Linked DNA regions of Zea mays: regions 1 and 3 are each linked to region 2. The links are chromatin contacts, called in public Hi-C maps. All regions are on one chromosome and are shown on one strand. Each heading gives the region's core, a stretch centred on a gene start, on an enhancer-like site or on the middle of the called end of the contact. The rest is flanking DNA. Distances are from core to core; before and after follow the strand shown. Region 1 has its middle 6.3 kb from the start of LOC100279525. Region 2 holds the start of LOC100276065. Region 3 holds the start of LOC100284378 (peptide transporter PTR2).

Region 1 (2,700 bases), core at 150-2,649, 580 kb before region 2:
AAAGTGGATCAGTTTATCGTCGTTTTCCCCAAAATAGCCCAGCTTCTTCATTACAACCAAGTCCCCTGCTGTTACAGTGGATCTCCCAAACTCAATATGGCTAGGCTTCGTCGGACTCAGAATACTGTTGTCTTCCTCACTTTCGCTGTCACTTCCGTCTTCGGCCACAGTCTGTTCAGTTTCGCCAGTAGCACCTTCGGCAGTAGTTTCTTCTGGTACAACCAAACCTGATCGTCTCATCACCTCTGATATCGGTGTTGTCTCAGCTACTTCGGTTTCGTCTCCCCTTCGAGACACCCTAGCAGTGGATCTTACTCTGGCCATTTCAATTTTCGGTCTCTTTAAGACGAAGCTGATCTCGAGCGGTGAAGCACTTGTTCGAAAGCGTAATGAAGAAAGCTTCGGCTCCAGTTAAAATTTTCAACAGCGCAACAGTGCGATGGCAATGAATGTTGTGGTAACTTCTCACCAACCTGCCTCTTTATATAGTGCTGCAGGTGAAGAAGGCGAACCGCCAGAACGTGTACACTGGCTGAACGGTGGACCGACCAGCGCTCGAAATATTTTAATCATTTTTTAATAACAAGCTCAGGAAAGGTGTTTTCGGACATTCGGTATTCCGAAGCTGTCGTGTTTTTCACGGACTGAGCTCGTTACAAAAAAACGATCTAGCACCGCGAACGGGCTACTGTTGGGGGTCTTCTTCTCTGCCGAAGGTACTCAAGACATAAACACCTTCAGCAAAGTGCCACAAGAAGTCCGCTCGCCTTATGCCGAAGGTTCTCAAGACAAAGACCTCGGGAAGGAGCAACAATGCAGAACGCCGAAGCTACCAATAGCTTCGGCTCAGATCAAGCAAATAAGGAAAAGACTAGGTAGACCTTGTTAGTTTAAGTTATTTATAAACTTCAGCTCAGGTCCGCATGGATGTAATTTTTTCCGGGCTGTGTCCCGTGCCTATAAACAGATGAACAGTAACACCGTACTGTTCACGCTGAATTATAATCATTCTCTCGCGTCATCACCTTCAAACAAGCCGAAGGTATCAATGCATTATTAATACTGTCTGTATTCATACATGTTTTATGGAATGTAAATATGTATGAATTAATGAAATACAGTTACTGTCCACATCCTTTTACATTTCCCTTTACATATTAAATGGGGCAGGTAAGTCTTTCTCGACCTTCGTCTGATGAGCGTTATTCCCATGTGAGAATAAAGCTTCAGAAGACGAGGTCCATAATAATTAACAATTGTGTTGTCTTATTCTTGATCTGTAGCATTCAAAAGTGAACAACAGACATGAACCCACCTCTAAAAGGCAATCGGGCGCCAAACACGTGAGCTGGGTGTGGGCCGCGGTTTCTTTGTTGTCATCTACGACAAGAGAAAAAAAAAGAAAGCAAGGAATATGGGCTACGGTATTTTGGGTAGAGGCTAGTGGGCCAAGCGGCCACGAGTTCATGGTTGGGAGGCTTCATTTTTTCCTTTTCTTTTTTTAGTTTTCTTTTCCTGTTTTCTTATTTATGTTTTAATTCCTTACTTCAAATCCAAATCAAGATTATAAATTCAAATATGAATGCAACAATACTAGAAGCCCAACTTGATGCAAAGTATATTTTATTTACTTCTATTATCATTCTATTCTTTTAAGTAAATGCGACAAAACATGTAGCTCACTACAAATTAAATCGCACCATTTAAATATCCCTTCAAACTATTTATTTAAGAAAATAGATTTCTAACCACATTCAAAATTAAATGTTTATTATTCACCTATAATGGAATGCCTACGGAACCTTTATTTTTTAATTATTCTATTCGTCAAAAATAAAAATAAGCTACATAATAATAGAATTATTAACTCTCCCCATTCATATAGAATTTGGGTATTACATCGGGAACATGACAATTGATTGAAATATCACTTATGTCATGGTCATCAAATCAAGAAAAACTCATTTACGCTTCCAATGACGAGGCAGAGTACAAATCTATGGTAGTTGTTGTGCATAATTGCTATGGATGAGCATTGCTTGATTATGGAATCAAATTTAGTCAAGTTCCATTGCTTCATGACATTTAATGAGTGACATGAAGATAACCACCAACCCAGTTCAACATTTAAGAACAAAACATATTTATACCCTCTACCATTTTATAAGATATCGAGCCAAAGGTGATATCACAAATGGGAGTGTAGATACCTAACATCAACTAGCTAACATATTCACCAAGTCAGTTGATTAAGCAAGGTTTTACAAGTTGAGAAATGTGTTGAACATTCTAGACTTCTCCAACATGAGTTGAATGCACCAAGATAAATGTAATTCCTCTCCTTCAACCAAAGCAAAGGTAAAATTGGTTATGTGAAGTACTAGCTTGAAATTGGTAGCATTATACACCTTAGCATCAATTGGTATCATTAAGTATCTCATAATTTCTAATCCAAGATATGTGAAAGCTTAACATAAACACACTAGCATATATGTAGGGGAGCTAATACTACCAATTCAGGTTTGTGAAACTTGTCCAAATTATTTACAAGTGGTTAAAATGCTTGAACAAGCAACACAAACCCAAAACCAAGTTAGTGATTTAAACTTGTGTGAAGTACTACCTAGAAATTTGATTCAATTCCTATATTTGTATTGGTTGTCATCAATTAATAAAAAGGGAGGAGATTGAAAGCCATGT
Region 2 (2,700 bases), core at 71-2,570:
GCCTAAACGAGCCTAAACGAGTCTCCTGATATGGTTGGTTTAGGATTGATTGTAATTTCGAGATAACCTTCCTTGTATCTAGGATAACCTTCCTTACCCATAGGATAGCCTTCTTGCCCTCCAAGTCATGTACTCCTATATATTCTTTCTAGAGGCTCAATGTAATACATCCAACACATTATACGCAATCCTTCCTTCTTACATTGGTAAAAAAGCATTGTAGAAAAAAGGGCTGCTTAAGAATTAAAGTCATAAAAATCAAGACATTACCGAGATTGCAATAACATTAACATAAAAATCAGCCAGTGTTGCCACCATCCACCTACACACAGCAAAGAATCACAATTTTGAATAAATGTATCTTGCATAAATGTAAGCATGAGGAAATGGAACAAAAAGTTTGGTTGTTATAAATGTACCAATCTCTCAAGAACAAGCTTCATTGTGTATAGCAAAACAACCAACACAATTTGCAACAATGAGTAGGACTAGCAACTTTGCAAGATAAACAGACTGATGGAATAATAAAACAGACTGAAAGGATTATAAAACATTCATTGCGTAGTATATACATAAACTAAGGTTAACTCACGATGTGAACTTCAGAACACAACTAACAACATAGACGACCTTGCAGGAGCAACACCATAACCAGTTTCATCATGTCTCCTTAATTAGCATTTCACAATGAAAAATACCACGTACATATGCAGCTTACTGCTTAACACCAGTCACCAGACAACGTAAGGTAATAGGACTGTAACTGTAAGAGTGGCTCGTTGATACTTTGAAATGATCAACGGGCAGACAAGTTCCACAACCCTCACCAATACCCGTTTCCAAAAAATCGCTGTGGGTTCCTACAAATCCGAGCACATAAGAAGCTAGAAACGTTGCTAAAAGCAGCCAGTACTTACGGCGTAAACAGCTCAAGGCGGAACGGCGAGCCGTCGGTGGCCAAGGTGTACACCAGCGTGGCCACCATGAGCAAGCCCAGCGCTGCGAAGACCGCCCTCCACATGACGAGGGATCCCTGAGCCGCCATGGTCACACTCGAGAAGAAACGGCAGCGGATTTAGTGGCGACTGGGGAGGGGCTAATAGTTGCCGGCGGAGCAAGTAATAGGAGGACAATGTGGACTCTGTAGTGGACGGGAAGCTGACACGTCGGCGCGGCGAAAGCGGAGGCGGAGACGCAGCCACGTATGATGTGGGCGCCGCCGCATCGTGCGACTTGGAGGCCGTGCAGGGCGCCGAGTTCGCGGTTGAGAGCAGGTGAGTTGCGGGAATGAGTCGCCGGCGAGGACGGGCCGATCCCGCGATGACTGCGGGGATCGAGATTGTCAGTTACTCGGTGGGTTTTCGGATTTGGTCCGGCGGCCAGACAATGAGACAACGGCCAGCAAGCAGGACATGACGTATCGCACATTTGGTATTCCAAAGCAAATATGGCTTAGTCCGAGAATGGGTATTTGAGTTTGAGGCCCATGAAAGAAACGGGCTGCATTGGTTTCAAACTCTTATAGAGCATAAAATGTATTTCTGTTTTTTGTGATTAAATCCGAGATTCTTTGTCCTTTCTTTCACATAAGCAAAAGACACTGAAGTTGTCTTCTGTACGTCGTCGAAAATTATAAAAAATGATGTGATCTATTTCCTCAAATTTGTAATGTAAATTCATCTAGACTAGTTAGTTGTCCGTGTCTTGCTATGTTATTTAGGTACACCTTATTCAAATGAGATATTCGATCTATCAATCTTTTGTATAACCCAAAAAAGCATGAACTGCAGAGGTAGAGGATGGGCGCTCTGATCTAAACGACCACGGTTCGAACCCTAGCATCCTCATTTTTTCAACAAACAACTAAAAAGATGTACTCGTGACAACAATGTCAAATGTAATATTATACAAGCATCTCCTTTTGATGGATATAATGTGCACAAATCCACTAGAGAGTGTCAGCACATTAAAACAAAAAATTACTATTTTTTATATATAGTCAGATTAATTAAAACCTCACAAATGGTAACCAACGCTACAAAAATCCCTAAAGAACAACATATTATATACGTCTTTTTGGTACAGTTGGACAAACAAAGATAAAATATCATCTTCTTCTGTGCGCATTGAAAATTAGTATAAAACATAAATACAAAACAAAAAACATCACTATGATATGTAAAATTCGTGCGGTAAAATATCATCATAACGATAATATTATATTAACGATATAAATATGTAACATTATTATAAATACGCCGACTCAAATAGAAGGAACTTATGTCGAACAAAGATTATAATATCGCACAAAATTGTTTTTAAATCAATATAGAATTTTGAATGATAGACAAATAAATCGACAAAACACTAATCTCATACATTAATTTAATCTTTTTTAGCGATATTGATAAGTCTTTGTTATATGTTTGCAAAGATGACATATCAGCATGAATTGTCCTCATAACTTAACAGATCGATCACAAAGTTCCTCCAAAGAAATCTTTGCATCCTACATACATCAGAGAATAAGGGCATTTTGATGGGACCGCCCAATCTATAAAAGCACAAGTACCAAAAATATCTACTTCCACAGTTGTTTAAACATACTTGAGCCTATATAGATCCAGTAGACCGCCGAGTATCCTGGAGGACCTCGGTAAATCAACTCACAACCAAGATCACATATTAAGTAAATACACA
Region 3 (2,700 bases), core at 118-2,617, 520 kb after region 2:
CGGAAGCAAGGAGACGTCAGCAAGGTCCCAGCAGCCCCGACAACTGTGCTTCTATAGGGCTCCAGCGCTCCTCCGACGGCCACAACACCACGTACACAGGGCTCTAGCACCTCTCCGACAGCCACGTTGGCATGTACACAGGGCTCTGGCACCTCTCTGCCGGACACGTTAGCGCATAGCTACACCCCCATTGTACACCTGGACCCTCTCCTTGCATCTATAAAAGGAAGGTCCAGGGCCCTCATGCGGGAGGGTGGTCGCGCGGGAGGACGGGCTGACGAACAGGCTCGCTCTCTCTCCCTCGCGAACGCTTGTAACCCCTACTGCAAGCGCATCCCCCTGGCGCAGGATAACACGAGCCGCGTTCTTCCCCCTTGTGTTCCATCTCGCGCCAACCCATCTGGGCTGGGACACGTAGCGACAATTTTACTTGTCGGTCTAGGGACCCCGGGGTCGAAACGCCGACACTAGTTGTCTTTTTTTTTTACAGTTTTGGCATGCAAAGAAAGCATGGATAGTATATATCTAACAATAATTTAGATCTTGTTTTGGATGCACTATCTGCTAATATATAACTACCAAGCTAATAGCTTGTAACTTATATTAGCAAGCAAACTATTAGCTGTTTTGCTCCAACAAGTGAGATAGTTTGCTAATAAGTAGCTGGAATTAATATTAGTTAGACCATTTAGATCTAAAAATAGATAATTAGTAACAGCTAACTTTTAGATTTATTACTGACTCTATTGAATGCAAAGAGGACCTTAGAACGACTGACGGAGCTTAAAAATGGCTTTACCATCCCTTAGTTAATTCAGAGGAAGAGAGTTAGGAAAAAAACAACTCTTACTGCAGTGACATAGGTAGGGTATGTATGGATAGTAGACTCACGTGGAAACCGAAGCTAGAAACAAAGCTCCCAACTGATTCTAAACAAACGGACAACAACACTGGGGCCGGCGTGAGGAAACAGCGCAGTGCAGCGTTGCCGCCGTACACCAGATGATTTTCGCCTTTTTTTGATTTGGCAAAAAGAAATGAAATAAATGCAATTAAAGCACAACGGCATGCATATTTACAAACATACTATACGCATGCCCCCCATCCTTCTCCCTGGTTTGGTTTGGTTCTATGAAGTTGACATCCCCGACCCAGGGCTGCACCGCACCGCACCCCTTGCTGCGTTGCGTCCTTCTCAGCGGCCCTGTGTTCTGTGCTGGGCACCTCACGGCCCCAGGGAAGGGAAGGGACGGCACGGGACGGGCCCCTCCTCCTCCTCCTCCTCCTCCTCTCTCTCTCTCTCTGCCCTTCTCTCTCCTCCACACTTTTAAATACACCACCAGCCCACGGCTGCCCAGCTCTCTCTGACTCTCTCTCGCGTCGGGCACGCAGTCGCACAAGTAGTGAACTCAAACGGGATCTCCTGCTCTGCCTCCCTCGTCTTCCTCTGCCCGTGCGCGTTTCAGAGCACGTACGGAGAGGGCGAGCAGCAGCTTGCGGCCGGGCACCATCATGGTGAGCTACTACTACCGACTACACATCTTCCTTGGTCGTCTTGCCCGTCGTCGCTGGGCATTTGTCTGCTACCCTACTACCTCCACCACCGTCTCGTTGCTGATCGGTGGAGTACGTTCTCGGCCGGCCGTACCTGGTCGTGTTGGCGGTGATTCGTTGCAGGAGGACGTCGCGCCGGGTGCGGAGCCGTGGGAGGGGTACGTGGACTGGAGGAACCGGCCGGCGACCAGGTCCCGGCACGGCGGCATGGCCGCCGCCTCCTTCGTCCTCGGTAAGCGATCGATCACTGCCTGCCTGCCTGCCTCCATCCATCTGGGTTATTCTTCTTCTGGAAAACTAGAGCTCCGTTGTGTTGGTTGCGGCCGGTGCCCGGCAGGCAGCAGGAGACCTGCTGGATGGGATTGGGGCTGGGGCCGTGGAAAAGGCAGCGCAGCACGAGCGAAGGCCTGCACGACGGACGGATCGAATAGGGCACTGGTGGTGTGGGTGTCCAATCCATGCACGGAGGAGGAGCCTCCTCGTCCCTCGCCTCCTGGTGGCCTGCGCAGCGCAGCGCAGAGCAGAACTGAAAATTAAGCCAAAGGCGCGCGCCTTTGGCTTCCATTCCCTCTGCTTTTTTTTTTAGTTTCTTCTCCGCCCGTGCCCGTGCTCCTCCTTTCCCCCGATCACCTCGCAGCCTTTCCATCCTTCCTCTCCTGCTTTCGTACGTCCGACAGGTGGTGCTCGAGACCCTTTCGCGGTCGCTGGCTGGCTCCCCTCTCTCCCTCCTTTTGCTACCAGTGGCCTTCCATTTCCCCCCTCCTTTCGCTCCCTTTCACATACAGTTCCTGCTCGCTCCCCACCCCTTCGCCTGCAACTTGCCCGGAGAATTCGGCGCCTTTGGCCCCAATTGCGCCCCAGAAAAGCAAACCAACTTGCACGCACTGCATCCGCATGACCCGACCCGTGGGGGGTGCAGCTGGTGCTGGTGGATTCCTCTCCCGCTGCTCGCACGCACGCACCACCGCTCGAACAGAACAGAGCACAGTCGCGTCCTGGGAGCTGAGCTGGTAGCTGCCCTGTGCCCTCGTTCCGAGGATATGGGTTCCTGTCCGCCGATCTGGAAGGCGCCTCTCGCTGCAGACAAGTTCTTCTCAGCGGACGGTTGCATGTGCGACGGGGAAACGAGTGCTGTCGTCGTCACGG

The links. A called contact is a pair of places that touch in the nucleus more often than the background predicts.
Region 1: a Hi-C map of leaf shows a contact between it and region 2, with 3 times the contacts expected there. The contact joins the enhancer-like site here to the promoter of LOC100276065 in region 2. A contact is called at or near these places in 3 of 25 Hi-C or Micro-C datasets (ear and leaf).
Region 3: a contact with region 2 is called in a Hi-C map of ear, with 2.0 times the contacts expected there. The contact joins the promoter of LOC100284378 here to the promoter of LOC100276065 in region 2. A contact is called at or near these places in 6 of 25 Hi-C or Micro-C datasets (bundle sheath, ear, leaf and 2 more).

Annotation. Positions count from the first base shown.
Region 1 is chr9:89,133,015-89,135,714 of Zm-B73-REFERENCE-NAM-5.0, reverse strand. No RefSeq gene overlaps it. Among protein-coding and RNA genes, the nearest start is that of LOC100279525, 6.3 kb to the right of the region's middle. Within about 2 kb of position 1,399, at least 12 of the 20 cell types and tissues checked have an H3K27ac peak or open chromatin away from gene starts, as enhancers often do. A contact at or near this core is called in ear and leaf, where this site is marked.
Region 2 is chr9:88,550,350-88,553,049 of Zm-B73-REFERENCE-NAM-5.0, reverse strand. It overlaps LOC100276065, which reads right to left and starts at 1,320. Exons shown (of 9, transcript NM_001403700.1): 1 at 918-1,320; 2 at 271-322. The coding sequence starts at 1,045.
Region 3 is chr9:88,032,322-88,035,021 of Zm-B73-REFERENCE-NAM-5.0, reverse strand. It overlaps LOC100284378 (peptide transporter PTR2), which reads left to right and starts at 1,367. Exons shown (of 4, transcript NM_001157273.2): 1 at 1,367-1,515; 2 at 1,678-1,786. The coding sequence starts at 1,513.